Regions from separate parts of the Mus musculus genome. Here region 2 is linked to region 1. A link is a contact called in public HiChIP or PLAC-seq data. All regions are on one chromosome and are shown on one strand. Each heading gives the region's core, a stretch centred on a gene start, on an enhancer-like site or on the middle of the called end of the contact. The rest is flanking DNA. Distances are from core to core; before and after follow the strand shown.

Region 1 (2,933 bases), core at 198-2,697:
GTGAACTAACTGAACTGTATGGGTACTGCCAGAAAAATAATGTTACCTGAATCCCTGCCAGAAAGTAACACAAGCCAGACAGTGGTGCCCAGAGAGGGCCTGAGTCAGGAAAGGAGAATCACTATCCATTTGGTATGGTACGTTGCTCACTGATCCTGGAGCTCATTAATTTGGCTAAGCTAGCTGGCCACTGAGCTCCAGGGATTCTCCCATCTCTAGCTCCCTAGCACTGGGATTATAGGCACAATCCACAATGCCTGGGCTTTTATGTGAGGGCAGGGGTCTGAATTCTGGCCCTTAAGTTTGTGCAGCAAGCACCTTACTAACTGAGCCCTCTCCACAGCCTGCACATGTCATAATAAAATGAGATATCTATGTATAGATATATACAAACTTTTTGTTCTTTAAGAGTTTTATCCACGGGGGCTGGTGAGATGGCTCAGCGGGTAAAAGCACCCGACTACTCTTCCGAAAGTCCGGAGTTCAAATCCCAGCAACCACATGGTGGCTCACAACCACCCATAATGAGATCTGACTCCCTCTTCTGGAGTGTCGGAAGACAGCTACAGTGTACTTACATATAATAAATAAATAAATCTTAAAAAAAAAAAAAAGAGTTTTATCCACTTTCCAAGAATGTCAACAAAACCCAGGGCCACCCTTGACTCCTAGCCCTTTACCTCACTCTTAAAGGGGACTTTTTAGGAGTTTTCTGGTTCCCTTGAGCCTTTGGTTCACCATCTTTTCTTCTTCCCTTGGACAAATAGCCATACAGATGAGCAAATAAGACATTGGTCACAGTCTCTGTCATACAGGGCTTTCCCTCATGAGGTTCGTCTCCCTTCCTCTACCCATATCTTCCGGTATTAATTATTCAGCCACACTTCAGCCACAAACGCTGTAAGGTTCTTTAGTCCCCTTTGCATTAGGCAATGATTGCCAGAAAATGTATCTTCCTCTGTTAAAGTACAGTATTCATGCTATCTTTCAAGTGTTACGCTAATTTTTACCTAATATTTTCTAGAACATAATGACGTTTAATTTTTTTCTTCTTCTTCTTAGACAATAAAATAAAAGGTAGAGCAACACCTTTGTTATAGGATCCTGACAGATCCTGGCTTGGGAATCCCACCTCATTACTCCCTTGGGGACACGAGCTTAACCCTTTCCGGGTCCTATCTCACTCCTGTCAACCCTTCCTGGTTCCCTACACTACCCCTCACTTGTGCAAAGCCACTATAGCATCAAAGTGACCCCTGCAAGTCAGATGCCAAAAGCCGGTCAGGCACCCACTGCAGTAGGTTCGAGCGGTTTGGATAGTCTGGCCAATCGCAACCCTAAACTCAGAGAGGCCGGATCGTTCGACCAATCGTAGCCCTGTACGCAAGAGGACGGATTTTCCTACCAATCGCAGCCCGGAATTCAGAGAGCCCGCAGGCCGCCGGGCGATCCCTGAGTGGTGGGCGTGGCTGAGGAAAGATGGCGGCGCCCGTGGCTCCATCCGAACCCCAGGCTTCCCGGGCTCCTCAGCCCCCCGTGTGTCTGTTGGTGTTGGGAATGGCGGGATCCGGGAAAACTACCTTTGTACAGGTGACGTGCACCGTGCAGAAGCGGTAGTGGCGCCTCAGGCCCGGGAAGAAGGGAGGAAGTTGTCTGGGGAATCTGCGGGTCCGGGCGCGTGGTTTTCTCGAGCTGTCCTCTGACTCCTTTCCTTCCCGAAGCCTCGAACCCTAGCCTGGGTCACTTGAGGCCGGCTCCTGGGCAACCTTAATGCACACTTGGTACAGCTGAACTTGTCTTGCTGCGAATTGGCAGCTTTCCGAAGGCCCGGGCCTAAAGAGTAGGGGAGTGTAACGTCTACTACTCTGGTTTGCGTGAAGAGTTGTGAAAGAATCACTTCGTTCGACCTACCACGTTCTAAGCTCTGAGAGTACAGCGGCAATGAGATCGACAGGGTTCTTGCTTTCACGGAGTGAGTGTTTTAGTGGAGGAGACAGAGGAAGAAAACCCTTGGAGGGGCAGAGTTAGCGAAGCCGTGACGGAGAATAGGGAGACAGGTACTGGAACTAGATGGCTTTTTAAACTCTTCAGTGTTGAACACGCTGAGGGAAGAAGGAGATTGTTACAGATTTTATAAGCATGGTCAGTAAAGGGATGGGAATTCTCGGGGCCCGTTCCTATCCTTTGGTCATCACCCTCCAACCCTGGCTCCTTGTTTTTGCAGAGGCTCACAGGACACCTGCACAACAAAGGCTGTCCACCGTATGTAATCAACCTGGACCCAGCTGTGCATGAAGTCCCCTTTCCCGCCAATATTGGTGAGTGCCTGCCTGCCTGCTTGCTTGATTTCCTTTTCTTGTCTTTTCTTTCTAAGCTAGCTAACTATGTACTTTTCTTTTCTGTGGATTTGCCTGAGTTCCGGAACAGGCTTCTTGCTTATGCAGATTTATCCCTCTTATGCACTATCCCCGCTCACCTCTCTCTCATGCCCTCGGTGTGTGAAACCGTTGAATTGGTTTGAGAATGAGACATGACATTAGGTCGGGCTGTCACCTGACACGTGAATCCTTTGGTTTCTTTTGTCAGAGTTTATAAGATTTGCTGTAATTCACTTTATAGGCAGGTTCCTTCCATTTCCAAAGTTGTGTGTGTGGGGTGTGTGTGTAAGAATATGCACTGTTCTGAGGAGAGCTTTCTGATTGAGACTATCAAAAAGATTTAAGTATTGGTGTGATCCAAGGGAGCCTGAGGCAGAATATTTAGAGTTCAGAGTCAGTCCGACTTGCATAGCCAGACCTCGTTTGGAAAAGAAAAGGTGGGCGTGGGGGTAGATTTGTTATCAAAGTGTCTGTGATCCACTAACAGGGCTCTTGGATGTCCAGGCTTCCTGACTCCTAGGCCTTAACTGTCAGGGCTAGGGTATGAAGCTTTCT
Region 2 (2,933 bases), core at 270-2,769, 1.2 Mb after region 1:
GTAAAGTGCTTACCTAACATGGACACATCCCTGAGTCAGCACATCTCATAATCCAGCCCAGGGCACTTGTAGACATCACAGCAGTTCTGTGAGCAATTCACATCTCTTCCCTCACATATGGCTCAGATCTGAAGCCAGATTTCTAATCCCAATGTCTGCACTTTGGATCCTTTTTTGAGAACTCTGGAGTAGACACTAGCAAAAGAAATGCCAGAAGAGTCTTCCTAAGCAGTAGGTTGCACTAAATTAAGGCATCTTCTCTCTGGAACCATGGCTCTACAGAGAAGTGAGAAGTCTGTCCTTGCAGATGATGGGTGTCAGTGAACGTTGGGATGTGCCTAAGGCAGTGGAGTGGATATCAAAACTAGCTAAATTCAAGCCATTGTGGTTCACAGGCCATGCAACTATTTCTGAGGTAATAAAGCTGCTGCTTCTGCTATCTCAGTCATTTACTATTTATTTGATGTTCTTGAGAGGTCAGAACAATTCCTAAAATTCTCAAAAATTCTCATGGCACAAGTCCCTCATACAAATAAAAGCTGATGTTTGCATGAGTATCTGAGTGTCACACTGAGTATCACACACACAGCACAAATGAACCCATGTGCAGCAGCATCACATAAAGAGCCACACCTGTACCCATGTGCTACAGCAACACATACCAGGCACACCTGAACACATGTACAGCATCATCTAACACCTGGATCACATGTAAAGTGGCATCACACACCAGGCAAACTCCAGGACACATGAACAGCAGCATCACACACCAGGCCCACATGTCCACATGTGCAGCAGCATCACATACCAGGCCCACATGTCCACATGTGCAGCAGCATCACATACCAGGCCCACATGTCCACATGTGCAGCAGAATCACACTCCCGGCACACATGTAAAGTGGCAACACACACTAGGCATACATTTACAGGTTAATAACACACCAGGCACACATGTACACAAGTACAGCAGCATCACACAACAGGCACACATGTAAACATGTGCAACAGCATGACACATCAGGCACACATATTTACATGTGCAGCAGCATCACATACGAGGGACCCATGTTCACATGTACATTGGCATCACACAACAGGCACACATGTACACATGTACACATGTACAGCTGCAGCACACGTCAACAGGCGAGGAGTGGTGACGGGTCGCCCAAGGCTCTTCGGTCAGGACCTGACCCGGTGACGTCACTGGAGTCGCCGGGGGTAACGGTAGTCGCTGCGGGGAAACCGGAGATCAGGTCGCGCTGCTCAGAGGTGGCGACGCGGAGAGGACCAGGAAAACTGGGTTCGGCAAGGAGAGGAACTACGCATGCGGCATGCCCTGTTTGTTTCCGGGCAGCGAACTCAAAACCGGAAATCCTCGTCGTCGCTGACGCTCCGAGTTCTTCCCTAGAAGAACTCACTTCCTGTTGGGAACGGAGGAACTTCCTGTCTGGCGCAGGAAGTTAGTGTTTAAGCATGCTGGGAGTTGTAGTCATTTCCTGCCTCGGGTGTTACTTCCTGTTTGCTACAGGAAGTGACATCACAAAAGCACCGAGGCAAGGTGGGAGTTGTAGGTCCCACCTGTGTAGCTCCAGATACAATCTCCCGGTAACCTACTGTTTTAAAACGCGACCCCGTCACCGGGTCGAAGCCGCTCGACTGCCCGCCCTTCCCTCAGGCTGGCCGGTTGACCGCAGGCAAATCCATATCCTTTGACACCGACCGGAGCGGAGCGTTGGAGTGACAACTTGTCGCCACCGGGTGGCGCGCGAGAGAAACCGTCTCGGGGTTCAACCCAGAGACACCCAGTCTCAGAAAAAAAAAAAATTCAATAAAGAAATAATTCTGAATAAATAAATAAATAAATAAATAAATCTAAACCTTTAAAAATTTAAAAATAAAAAATAGGAGGAGTTGAAGATTTAGCTCAGTGGTAGAGTGCTTGCCTAGCAAGTGCAAGGCCCTGGGTTCGGTCCTCAGCTCTGGGGGGGGGGGGGGGAGACAAAAAAATAGGAAAAAATACCAGCTGAGTCTCGAAAAAAAAAACCAAGACTAAATTAATTAAAGAAATGACTAATGGCTGGGCGTGGTGGCGCACGCCTTTAATCCCAGCGCTCGGGAGGCAGAGGCAGGTGGATTTCTGAGTTCGAGGCCAGCCTGGTCTACAGAGTGAGTTCCAGGACAGCCAGGGCAATACAGAGAAACCCTGTCTCGAAAAAAAGCAAAAAGAAAGAAAGAAAGAAGAAAGAAAGAAAGAAAGAAAGAAAGAAAGAAAGAAAGAAAGAAAGAAAGAAAGAAAGAAAGAAAGAAAAAAGAGAGAGAGAGAGAAAGAGAAAGAAAGAAAGAAAGGAAAGAAAGAAAGGAAAGAAAGAAAGAAAGAGAAAGAAAGAAAGAAAGGAAAGAAAGAAAGGAAAGAAAGAAAGGAAAGAAAGAAAGGAAAGAAAGGAAAGAAAGGAAGAAAGGAAAGAAAGAAAGAAAGGAAAGAAAGGAAAGAAAGAAAGGAAAGAAAGGAAGAAAGAAAGGAAAGAAAGGAAGAAAGGAAGAAAGAAAGAAAGGAAGAAAGAAAGAAAGAAAGGAAAGAAAGAAAGAGAAAGGAAGAAAGAGAAAGGAAGGAAAGAAAGGAAGAAAGGAAAGAAAGAAAGAAAGGAAAGAAAGGAAAGAAAGGAAGAAAGAAAGAAAGGAAAGAAAGGAAGAAAGAAAGAAAGAAAGGAAAGAAAGAGAAAGAAAGAAAGAGAAAGGAAGAAAGAGAAAGGACGAAAGAAAGAAAGAAAGAAAGAAAGAAAGAAAGAAAGAAAGAAAGAAAGAAAGAAAGAAAAGAAATGACTAGATAAATGAATTTTAAAAATTTAAACATTTGAAGATCTCCGAGTTCAAGGTCATGGGATTAGAGGTGTGGTGGCGCCACATGGTTATATGGCGCATGTGGTTATG

Evidence for each region. HiChIP or PLAC-seq counts read pairs in DNA pulled down with a chosen protein or histone mark.
Region 2: an H3K4me3 HiChIP or PLAC-seq map of embryonic forebrain shows a contact between it and region 1, with 5 times the contacts expected there. The contact joins the enhancer-like site here to the promoter of Gpn1 in region 1. A contact is called at or near these places in 5 of 39 promoter capture datasets (cranial neural crest, embryonic stem cells, hippocampal neurons and 2 more), 2 of 115 datasets of contacts at active chromatin or transcription factors (astrocytes and embryonic forebrain) and 1 of 9 other capture datasets (liver).

The regions. Positions count from the first base shown.
Region 1 is chr5:31,493,294-31,496,226 of GRCm38.p6, forward strand. Gpn1 (GPN-loop GTPase 1) reads left to right here and starts at 1,448. Exons shown (of 14, transcript NM_133756.5): 1 at 1,448-1,590; 2 at 2,225-2,318. The coding sequence starts at 1,480.
Region 2 is chr5:32,712,637-32,715,569 of GRCm38.p6, forward strand. No RefSeq gene overlaps it. Among named protein-coding and RNA genes, the nearest start is that of Gm52771, 20 kb to the right of the region's middle. Within about 2 kb of position 1,520, at least 390 of the 459 cell types and tissues checked have an H3K27ac peak or open chromatin away from gene starts, as enhancers often do. A contact at or near this core is called in embryonic forebrain, hippocampal neurons and second pharyngeal arch cranial neural crest, where this site is marked.